Linked DNA regions of Mus musculus: regions 1 and 2 are each linked to region 3. The links are chromatin contacts, called in public promoter capture Hi-C maps. All regions are on one chromosome and are shown on one strand. The core of a region is the stretch at or near the end of the contact, and the rest is flanking DNA. Distances in the headings are between cores, read along the strand shown. Region 1 has its middle 33 kb from the start of A830029E22Rik. Region 2 has its middle 33 kb from the start of Gm29808. Region 3 holds the start of Gask1b (golgi associated kinase 1B).

Evidence for each region. Promoter capture Hi-C pulls out the DNA fragments that hold promoters and counts their contacts.
Region 1: a promoter capture Hi-C map of hippocampal neurons shows a contact between it and region 3, with 6 times the contacts expected there. The contact joins the enhancer-like site here to the promoter of Gask1b in region 3. A contact is called at or near these places in 5 of 39 promoter capture datasets (the C10 cell line, embryonic stem cells, hippocampal neurons and 2 more) and 2 of 9 other capture datasets (embryonic stem cells and liver).
Region 2: a promoter capture Hi-C map of embryonic stem cells shows a contact between it and region 3, with 6 times the contacts expected there. The contact joins the enhancer-like site here to the promoter of Gask1b in region 3. A contact is called at or near these places in 10 of 39 promoter capture datasets (the 3T3-L1 cell line, the C10 cell line, embryonic stem cells and 5 more).

What each region holds. Positions count from the first base shown.
Region 1 is chr3:81,833,093-81,837,104 of GRCm38.p6, forward strand. No RefSeq gene overlaps it. Among named protein-coding and RNA genes, the nearest start is that of A830029E22Rik, 33 kb to the left of the region's middle. Within about 2 kb of position 2,404, at least 56 of the 459 cell types and tissues checked have an H3K27ac peak or open chromatin away from gene starts, as enhancers often do. A contact at or near this core is called in embryonic stem cells and hippocampal neurons, where this site is marked.
Region 2 is chr3:80,957,192-80,960,729 of GRCm38.p6, forward strand. No RefSeq gene overlaps it. Among named protein-coding and RNA genes, the nearest start is that of Gm29808, 33 kb to the right of the region's middle. Within about 2 kb of position 1,655, at least 63 of the 459 cell types and tissues checked have an H3K27ac peak or open chromatin away from gene starts, as enhancers often do.
Region 3 is chr3:79,884,673-79,888,138 of GRCm38.p6, forward strand. Gask1b (golgi associated kinase 1B) reads left to right here and starts at 1,258. Exons shown (of 4, transcript NM_133187.3): 1 at 1,258-2,458. The coding sequence starts at 1,555. Gm36569 (a long non-coding RNA gene) reads right to left here and starts at 2,134. Exons shown (of 3, transcript XR_375740.1): 1 at 1,424-2,134.

The sequences.
Region 1 (4,012 bases), core at 1,154-3,653, 1.9 Mb after region 3:
ATTCCATTAAATATTCACTACTTTCTTATATGGTTAGCATGTAAAAAATACAATGGTGTTTTCTCACACTAATATTTGTTCATATCTCTCTGTGATGCGGATGGTTTCAGTGGAAAAAACTAATTATTATATAGGAAGAAATTAAGCTAGAGAAAGAATGACATGAAACTCTCAGTGACTCAAGGCTGGAAGTAATCATATTCAATCATCAAAAACTGTATGGGGGAGCATCTTGTATTCAAATATATGGATAAAATATTGGTAACATGAAGGGGCATGAAATGCATGGTCAATAGTTCACAGAATAGGACTCTCTCTATAAGTGTATTTTTAATAACATGATTATTGAGCAATGATTCATATGTTATAAAATGCATTAAAAAGAGAAAAGCTGCTGAACTTGCAAAGTTCATAATCTGTCCTGCACAGTGCAGCTTTATTCCGGCTGTTAGATACAGTGTGAATACAAATAATTATTGTACCAAGAAAGAGAAGAAACTATGGACTTCAGGCTTTAGATGTCAACATTTTATCAAAAGTGATGATAAAATCGGGCAGAAACAAACTAGATTCTTTAAGTTGGAACAACAAAAGTCTAGGTTATCGTATCTTGAGGATAAATCATCTTCTAATCTCAGCCATGAGAATTATACCATATATTACCCCTGCAACAAGCTTTGTTCAAATTTCAGACCTGTCTCCTTTATTAGCTATGTGACTTTAGAATGGACAATTCAAAGATTCCATTTTCTCATGCTGATGGTACAAAGTGTGCATAGAATATTTACAAAGTTTTCTCTTTTTTTTCTCAGTGTGACCTCTGACTCTGAAAGAGCACCTATCCTTCCTTTCTTCTGATTGTCTCCTCCATCCTTAAAATTCTGAGAAGACTAGAAAATTAAACTGATTTTAGCAAAGTTAAGTTTGAATACTTCAATATATATTGGGTCTCTATGCTGAGTGTTTCTAAGAGTACAAGTTGTTTAGTACCTCAAGGAGATGGAGAAAGAAGAGCAGGGGAAGAGAATAAAGAGGACACACTAAAGAAACAAAGAACTAAGCAACAAATACCACCTCACTACAGGGATCCTAATCCCCAGTCTTACAGAATTTCTTCCCCCTCTTCAGCAATGATCCCTGAGCCTTCGGGAGAGGTTGAGTGATACTGATGTGTCATTTAGAGTTGGTTGCTTTACTGTAGGTTTAATAGTAGTGGGTTTCTCTTTATTAATCTCCATCTACTGGATCAAAAGGGAGCTTCTCTGATGAGGGTTTAGAGAGGCATTAATCACTGAAGAGTTAAGACTTTACAGGTTAGTTTATTACTGTATCTATTGACAACACCATTGCACACACGAATTCACAGTTCACAGACAACCTGCACAAGGTCAAGAGAGATAAAGTCCAAGCATGAATGGAGGATGAGCTACAAAACATTTACAGTTTTCAAGGCTAAAATCATGTTTAGACCTATTTCCAGTTAAAATGACAGCTCCTACACATGCATGCAAATAATATTATATGGACTGAGTTGGATATAAATACAATTCACTTATATGGATTTACGTTATATATATAAATATGGATGTAAATTTTACCTATAACATATATAAAAACATATTTATACATATAAGAACATATTTGTAACCTATATTACATATATAAATATATAATATAAAAATATATAAAAACAATTAAAGGAAAAGAAGCTATGGATTTGAGAGAGAAAAGAGGTTGATGGGAGTTGTTAGAGGATGAAAGAGGAAAGGAAAATAATATAATTATACTTTAATCCAAAAATTATTAATTTTAAAAGTGTCCTGTAGAACCAGCTGCTATTATGCATGGGAGAATATTTTATCATATGACGTTGGTGAAGGAGTATGGCAAGATATATATTTTTCAGCTCAGGTATGGGCAAGCAAAAAGCAAACAAGCAAGGTTGTATAAAATGACAATGTAAACAACTCAAAGCAACTTATAAGGCTTATGTTTTGGGAAACCAAACTGTAGGATAGGAAGTTCCTTAGGTGAATGATTCAAAACTATGGTTTCAAAGAACCTTGTAGGTTGCCATGAATCTTCATTAAAATATTTTAACTTAATGGAATATATTAAACTAATCATCCAGAAATACCATGCTCTGATTCAAAGCAAAACTTGTGCATTTTCAAGACTTATTTTTTGAACAATAAAAATAAAGGTAACTTTTACTACCTTTATTTTATGTTATAGGATATATGAACTAACTCCTCGTGCCAAGCCCTACAAATCAAATGTAAATGAGGGTAAAGTGCGGGAGACAAATAGTCTCCTCCCCCCCCCCCCCTCATGTCCAGACAGTCTTGGAGAGGAGCTGTGGGTCTGTGTACCAGAGGCTTTGCACGGAGAACTCTGGCCCTGCCTGGTGTGAGAATTCCAGCGAGGGGAAGCAGTGCAGGCAGGGAGGGGAAGTCCCTTCTGCCAGTTCTGCGGCTGCAGTTGACTCCACCTTGTCTCTGCCATGCCTTCTAGGTTTAAAGATTTCTCCTTGCTGCCCTGCAAGTAGGGCTGGGCCAACAACAGACTGACCAGGCAGTGAGGAGTGCAGCAGAGCTTTAGGCAGCACTTGGGGAGAGCAGACCTTTTCCAAAATGTTACAGCTCTCAGAACAGAAGGCTCAGACGATGGAGTAGTTCTCCTACACTTTTAATCCTTCCGGATAGGATTTTTACATACAGCTTTGGTGTGGGTAAGGGTCTGAAAACAAATGCTTCTCGTTGGTTTGGTATGAGAGCTTTGGGGAAACCTTATTTGCATGTGGGAGGGCTTGGTGCTGCTCTGCGGGGGTGGGGTGGGGAGCTGTAGGAGGCTGTAGCTATGTGAGACAGCACACAGGAGACAGGAACCCAGGAGGCGTGGCTGAACATTTGTCATCCCATGCAGGTGGAAGTCTCCACCCATCTGGTCACCAGGGTTCCAGACCTTTGCTCAACCGGGGACCAGGCTGTCAGTGCACAGCCGACTGCTGCACAAGGAGCTATATCACCTGTGTTGATAATCATGTTAACTCTGAAACCAGCCTTGTAAATGTACCCTCTGCACTCACTCTCTCCAAACAAACTCTTCTCAGTTCAAGGCAGGACAGGATATGATTCTTGCGTGTCTTAAAGATGTTCCCTTTCTCTGCCCCACACCCGGCTTGTATATGGACTTCACTGCTTATTACTGTCTTCTAATTATTTCACACAAATCCCTGCCAAAACCCAGAAACGGCAGACCAAAGCTCATAAAGAATAGCGGGGGACATTTGCAGACTATGAAGGCTCACGTGAACAATTTTACTTTGTGTGTGGATGTGTTTGTGTCGATGCATGTGTATGCGTAGAAAAGTGTCCATGTGCATATCAGTCAGAGGACAACATTGCCTTCGGTTCCCTAGGCACTGTCCACCTTTTACTTGAGATAGGTCTCTCGGTGGCCTAGAAATTTGCCGAATAAGTAACAATAAGTTTCCAGGGATCCAGTGCCTCTACTTCACAAACTGTCATCTCTCCGGTGACACGTGTTTGCTGCTTTGTCTGGGGTTTTAGACAGGGTGTGGCGATCTGGACTCTGGTCCTTATACTTGCAAAGCAGGTATTCTCTCTACTGAGATGCCTTCCCAGGAGGTCTCACTTTAAAGTACATACTTTTGTCAGCTGTATTGGGTGAGGAAATTGAGTGAAACTTGATAACTTCACCCGTTCCAATATGATACTTGAAGACAAAACTGATAGAGCTTTTACAAAATCTCAACTCAAATTTCAACACCAGAAAGGAACAAACTGCACACTCTGGTCTGGTGAAGATAACATAGTTGAATTCCAAAAGAGCCGTGAGTACATAAAAACATTTTCAGCCGTCATGCTGCTTAATCTTTTGTTCCATTGTGGATATTTATATGAATTATGGTAAGCAAAGATAAGAAAAAACTTATCACAGTCATGACTTTTAGTAGAACAGTCAAGAGTTAAGTGATCATCACTGCTGT
Region 2 (3,538 bases), core at 405-2,904, 1.1 Mb after region 3:
CTCAAATATTTTTTTCTAAGTCTTTTCAAGGTAATCATGTCATTTTCCTTGGCTCCCTTTTTCCCCCATTCATGTAATAAACTGTAGTCATCCCATTGCAAATGTTAAATTAACTTTGCATATGGAATGACCTCATCTGGTATTGGAATTTATATAATTGTAAAACATGCTGAATTGCATTTATGCCCAAGAGTGGGCTGTAACTTCCTTTGTAATTTCCTTACTAGGATTTGGAATCAAGATTTGAATATTAACCTAATAAAAAAAGGAACCATGCCTGCTGTGGTGGCTATTCTTGGTTGTGAACTTGACCACATCTGGAATTAACAAACCCAAGCAGCTGGGTATACCTGTGAGGGATATTTTTTTTGTAATTAAATCATTTAAAGTGGGGAGACTCACTTTGAATCAGGACCTTTGAAGTGGGAATATGTACCTTTAATCCAGATCATTGGAGGTGGGAAGGTCCTCCTTTAACCCGGGCTACATCTTCTGTTGGTAGCCTATATAAAGGGCAAAGAATAAGGAAATTGACTCTGTCTGCTTGTTTTCATTCTTGCTGGCAAGTTTTATGCCTTCACTGGAATCAGAGCCTACTTTCCAGGATTCCAGAATATACTGAAGACCAGTGAAGACATCTAGCCTCTTGGCCTAAGCAATTACTAGATTCTTGGACCTTCTGTTTTTAGGCAGCAGCTGTTGGACTAGCTAGACCACAGTTTGTAAGCCACTCTAATAAATTCCCTTCATACACACACACACACACACACACACACACACACACACACACAGATACACACACACACACACACACACATACATTCTGCCATGTTTGTTCCTCTAGAGAACCCTGACTAAGACACTTCTTTTTCTGTTTTCTGACAGAATTATATCTAACTGGTCGTGGTTCTTATTTATATTAATTCTTTGAATATTTATGAAGATATGCTAGCAATTGTATATTGGGGGTTGGGATTTTCATTGTAGGAAGGGATTTGGATACTATATTTAATTTTTCCCGTTAAACTGGATAATGTTTGTCCTGTAGTCTCTGAATAATTATTGGATATGTCTATGTACCAAACGATGTATCCAAAGCATGTTAGGAACCCTTTGACCTGAGTTTATGGTAATGGAACAAGGTAAGAAATGTGTGTTCTTATAGAATTCACATTTTGAAGGGGAGACAGATTTTCCAGCAATACAGCAATAAATACAATATTTCAGTTATGATTAATTCTAAGTAGATGTTTCTATTGCCATGGGAGTGGAAAAGTTGAAAATGGAAAGCTTTGATTTAATCTAGATATATTAGGAGTGTTTTTTATGAGTAATTTATATAAATTATTGTGTTTTCAACTTGAATTTAAGCCATTCCTTTCGTTTTTAAAATATATTCTTAATGTAGTTGTTCTTTTCTGTGCTACACTTCTACCTTGGACTCTGAATGCAATTATATCTCTAGTTCAGTACAAAATATCCTGATTACAAGAGAAACCCTGTTTTCTATGTGTCCTACCATTGGGACAGCTGATTTCATTATCTTGGCTGCCATTGCCTCTCCCTACCACATGGTGTCTCTGTTGACAACTGGACAGCCATAGCCACTGAGCCTTGCACCTCCTAAGAAGGGTGGCATTTTGAAATCAACATTGCAGGGATTTTGAAGTCTTGCTACTGGTTGCTATTAACCATAGCTGTTGGCAGCCATGGCCCAGACTCTGCTAGCACTGTTCGAGAAATATTCCCAGCAGTGTCTTGGCAGATGAGAAACACTATTATAGGCCTATGTAGATTTAGTTAGCTCTTGTATTTCTCAAGACTCTGGGAGTCTTGGATATCTCTTTTTACTGTTTACCGTGGTAAGAGATAACTAACCATTTATTTGGTTTCTAATACCAGCCAAACACAGAAAATACCTATGGATTCCATTTGCTACTAGGGAGAATAATTTGTTCAGAATGATCTGGGAACCTGCTTTCCAATTTCTGGGAGACTTATCCTCCCAGGGATTCCATAGATGACTTTCTAGCATTTCCATCACAGCAAAACAAAGGCAGAATCAAAAACATATAAAAGGTTGTTTTATTAAACCCCTTTTTATTCTAGGTAGCATTGCCAAGGGGGAAGTATTAATTGATTCTAATATTAGAAAAATGCTCATGCATCCAATCATAGCAACCAGACTGTTCCTCGGGGCTTTACCTCTTATTGTTCTTGTCCTTCCTCGATCAATTTCAGTTTGTCTATATCTTTTCAAAAATGCAGTGACCAAAAGTGCCACAATATCCAAATAACTAGCTAGTGAATGCATAATGTAGCACACAGATTGCTTCCAAATGTTCTGCACATTGTTCTGCTTAATAAATTCCAGAATCATAGCGTTGCAGTTTAGTGTTAGCCTCAGGTCTTTCTTGTCTGTGTCCGTAGTCACAACTTCCAATATTTTTATTCCTTTACTACAATTTTATTTTGTTTCAGAATCCAGCATTTTTGTTAATGTCATTTTGACTCTTCTTTGAACATTCCAGAAAAATGCTGAGATTTCCAGATGCCAATATACCTGACGCCCAACCCCTACGCATGTGCTAGTTATTCAGTAGTTTCAAAACTGAGTTCTTTAATAACTACTGTGTAGTTTTCTAAATATATCATAACTCTAATGGAAAAAAGCATCTTTGAGACAATAGGTCACAATGTTCTTCTGATTTTCACAATGTTCTTCTGATCCTGGGAAAAAGTAATTATGTTTTTCTCCCACTTGAGTAAAAATGCAATAATTCTGTTCAAGACAAAAAACAATTCTATGTCCTCCTACAAGTTCTATAAGAACCACTCAATGAAAAAAAAAAACAAAAACAAAAAAACACTTCTTCCTACAATGTGCTATAAGAACAACTCCATTGAAAACACTCTTCCTACAGTGTGCTATAAGAACAATCTACTGCAAAGATATCCTCCTACAATGTGCTATAAAACAACTCCTTTGAAAACAGTGTCCTCCTACAATGTGCTACTACTAAAGAAAGCCTTGGCTTTCATGTCTGAAAGCAAACAGATTGATCCAACATTCCTGAATATCCCTGGTTGTTTCCTAAGCTTCTGTCTGTAAATTTTAAAGCATATTGCACTGTTTTAAAAACAAAATAAATTCAATTTGCTCATCTAAAAGTCACAGAATCAAGTATAGCCAGGAAGCTTAAATTTTATTGGCAGTCATTAAATAAGCACCACAATAAGTAATGTGGAGCTTAGGCAATTTTTAAAGAGATTCATCCAAAATCAATGATCAAAATTAAATTAACAACTAGTTAATGGTTGTAAATTATAAGGTCCTTTTTTTCTCCATACAACGCTGTCTCTACACTTCACACATCAATTTGATGTGAAATTTAAATAATACAGTTAATATACATTGCCAATTACTCCTTTGTGGGTATGGTATATTTTTACCCTTCAGTGAGCTCCAAATTAGCACTTCAACAAAGGGTCTTGTGGAAGTGGAATTGAGAGTCAGCAAATTATTTAGCTAGGATTT
Region 3 (3,466 bases), core at 8-2,507:
AAACAGCCCAGATGTAAGGTAAGTTGCAGGCCCTGGACTCTGGCGTCCAGTTTCCCCTTCCCAACTCCGTGGGGTCAGGCAGGGGTCAGTGGGCACTCCTCATTTTTCTAAGGTATTTATTTGGCAACAGGGTCTCCGCCAACTCCAGCAAAACACTTCAGATCACTTCAGCTTCCCAAGGCTGCCATTTCTGTGTCGCTTAGCAAATGAGACACTAGGGGGCTCCCAGGGGCTGAAAGGAGCAGAAAGTTGTTTGAATGAAAACTGGGTCTGAGCTGTGTTTGGAGAAATTCAAAATTAAATTTTATTTTTTATTTTTTTAGTCATCTTTAAAAAGAACCTCACGTGTCTGAAAACGGCGCAGCAGCCAGTTTACAAATCATTTTGCTCCGCTGTTAGAAGGCGGCAGCTTTTAAGGCTGAGCCGAGATGTTTGAAAGGTGGAACACCCTTGGCCATGAAATATGTTCTCCTTACGTGCCTCAGCCTTTCAAAGTTCTGTGCATTAGAGTCAGGAATTCCATTCTTCCTGGAGCTAAGCGTGGGGCCAGCTGTGTAAGTAAAGTTTTGTTTTTCTTCTTAAACAACTTTTTCCCTCTATTTAAAAATGTGAAGAAAAAGGCAAAAAAAACAACAACAAAAAAAAAAACAACAAAAAAAAACCCACCAAAAAACCTAGATATTCTTTTCTTTCATTTTTGCTCTCTTTAGTGGAAAGAAAAGGAATAAAAAGTTGTGTGTGTGTGTGTGTGTGTGTGTGTGTGTGTGTGTGAGAGAGAGAGAGAGAGAGAGAGAGAGAGAGAGAGAGAGAGAGAGAACTCACCCTTTTCAAGCTATATAAACATCAAGGGGTAGTTAAATAACAATTTTAGATATGGAATATATTGTGAAAACAATGTGGAACATTAGTTAAGAGAATATGTTTAAATATGAACTCACTACTTGATATTTTTGTAATATATATCTTACAAAAGTTAGGGTGTCTATAAAAATCTTAAAAAGTATTTATTTCTTTTCTTATTTCTGAATCACAAAAAGGGGGTCTGCAGGGGATCCTGGTTGATGACTTTTAAGAGTTTTGCTTCTCAGATGTAGTGGCTTTAACTGTGAGCTAGCAAACGCTCTTTGCAGCTTGTCTTCATTACTTTAAAGTAAAATCAGACTCACACACCTATCTTGCTTCCGCATTTTAAACTTTACACCAAACTTGGTAGAATTTGTGGAAGGAAAGGGTTACTCGCCTCTTTCCTCTTGTAGAGGAACTGAAATGGGTTGAGTTAGTGATTCAGTCAACTCTTGTTTCCATTCATTCCCAGAGTCAGCCCTCCTTTCTCCTGGGAAAGGCTGATAGGAGTTTAAAAGGCTTGCGGTGGCCAGTTCACAAAGCGTTCCCAGAACCCGCAGCAGCGACCCTTCTCTTTTACCTCTCTGCCTGTTGGAGACCACTTAGATAGCGAAGCGGACTGGACGGCTGGATTCAGGAAGCCATGAATCATGTCACCCGGAGCCAGCTGCAGACTTTAAACTCAGTTCAGCATGTGGAAGCGGCAGAGAAATGACCTGTCCAGACAAGCCGGGGCAGCTCGTAAACTGGTTTGTCTGCTCTCTGTGCGCCCCACGAGTGTGTAAACTTTGGAGTAGTCGGCGTCCCAGGACCAGACGGAACCTCCTGCTGGGCACTGCCTGTGCCATCTACCTGGGCTTTCTGGTGAGCCAGGTGGGCAGAGGTTCCTTTCAGCATGGGCAGGCGACTGACAGGGGACCACCCAACGGTCACGACATCTTCAAGGTACCCTTCTCTGAGATTCCCCTGGATGGTACCCTGGCCCCTCCAGAGTTGCAGGGCAATGGAAGCACTTTGCAGCCCAACGTGGTGTACATTACTCTACGCTCCAAGCGCAGCAAGCCTGCGAATATCCGTGGCACGGTGAAACCCAAGCGCAGGAAGAAGTATGCGGTGGCATCTGCAGCCCCTGATCAGGAGGTGCTGGTTAGACCATCCCTTATACAGCAGGAAGCTGCACGGGCAGCAGATGCTGAAGTACCTGGCTATGTTCAGGGTTACCTAACCAAGGTTGGTGAACGACCCTGGAGGGTGCTGCGTGGTCCTGGAGTCAGAACTAGAGGTTCAAACTTGCAGCAGCCTAGGGCCCGAGAGAGCAACATTAGGATTTATAGCGAGAGCGCCCCCTCATGGCTGAGCAAAGAAGACATCCGCAGAATGCGCCTCCTGGCTGATAGTGAGGTGGCTAGCATCCTACCTATCTCTAAGAGTGGTACCCGCTTGCTGGTGTTGGAAGGGAGCACCTCAGGCTCTGTGCCTGGCTGCGGGCCTAGCCCCTGTGGGCTTCTCAAGCAGCCGCTGGACATGAGTGAAGTGTTCGCCTTCCACCTGGACAGGATCCTGGGTCTCAACAGGACCCTGCCATCTGTGAGCAGGAAATTAGAGTTCATCCAAGGTAACAGATTCACTTGCTTCTTATTTGCAGCTGCTGGGGATTTGGGATCGTTTTCTCCTTTCCCCCACTCTCTCTGAATTATTTTCCCCACCCATGTTTCCCATTTGGACAGCAGCAGCAGCAGTAGCGTCATTTTTCCATACGCGTGGCATTCTTCTATTTCCCAGTCTGGGGATATTAGAGTTCTAATGCACAGCTGTGCTGGGCATGTGAGGGAAAGCCCACACTGCAATCTTTGCTCTCCGTTTCTCTCTGTGCACTTTTTCGTGGCATGTTAAATCTAATTAAAACTAGTGACAGTTTGCACGATGACAGGAAGCCAGGGTACAGAGCTTGCTGACAGCCTTGCATAGAACCTTACAGGTTTCTATGGAAACTTCCTTCCTAGGATGGTTTAAAGAGTAAGGGGTTGGGGGGTGGGGCATAGAAATGATGTCTCAGTGGTTAAGAGCACTCAGTGCTTTTGCAAATCACACACACACACACACACAGACACAGACACACACACACATACACACACAGGGTGTTTCACAACCGCCTGTAATTCATGGGTATCCAACACTGTCTTCTGACCTCTGTTGGCATCAGGCATGAGTGTGGTACACATCCACATATGAAGACAAACACTTCTATGCATAAAATAAAGATTAAATATTCTAAAAATTAAGAGGAAAGTGGTTATCTTTCCTCAGCAAATAGTCTTTGTCAGAGGCTCAGACAGAACTGACCACATGAGAGCTAACTCTTTTACCTCGACTGTCACCAATGGACTCAGCCTCTTTAATAAATAAAGAGCATAAAAATCATAGGTGCATTTAGAGTGTAGACTAACTAGCCATGTGACTTCTTCAAGCTTCACTATTTACAGAGCCCCATGTGTCCTCCTGTAACACAAAGGTTGTGTCTAGGGCATGTGGCCACTAACTGAAGTACAGCTTTGCAGTGCTGGTCTATGGAAATGATCTTGCCACACAGAGGATACTCTCTGAATGAGAATGCCATGTCGGG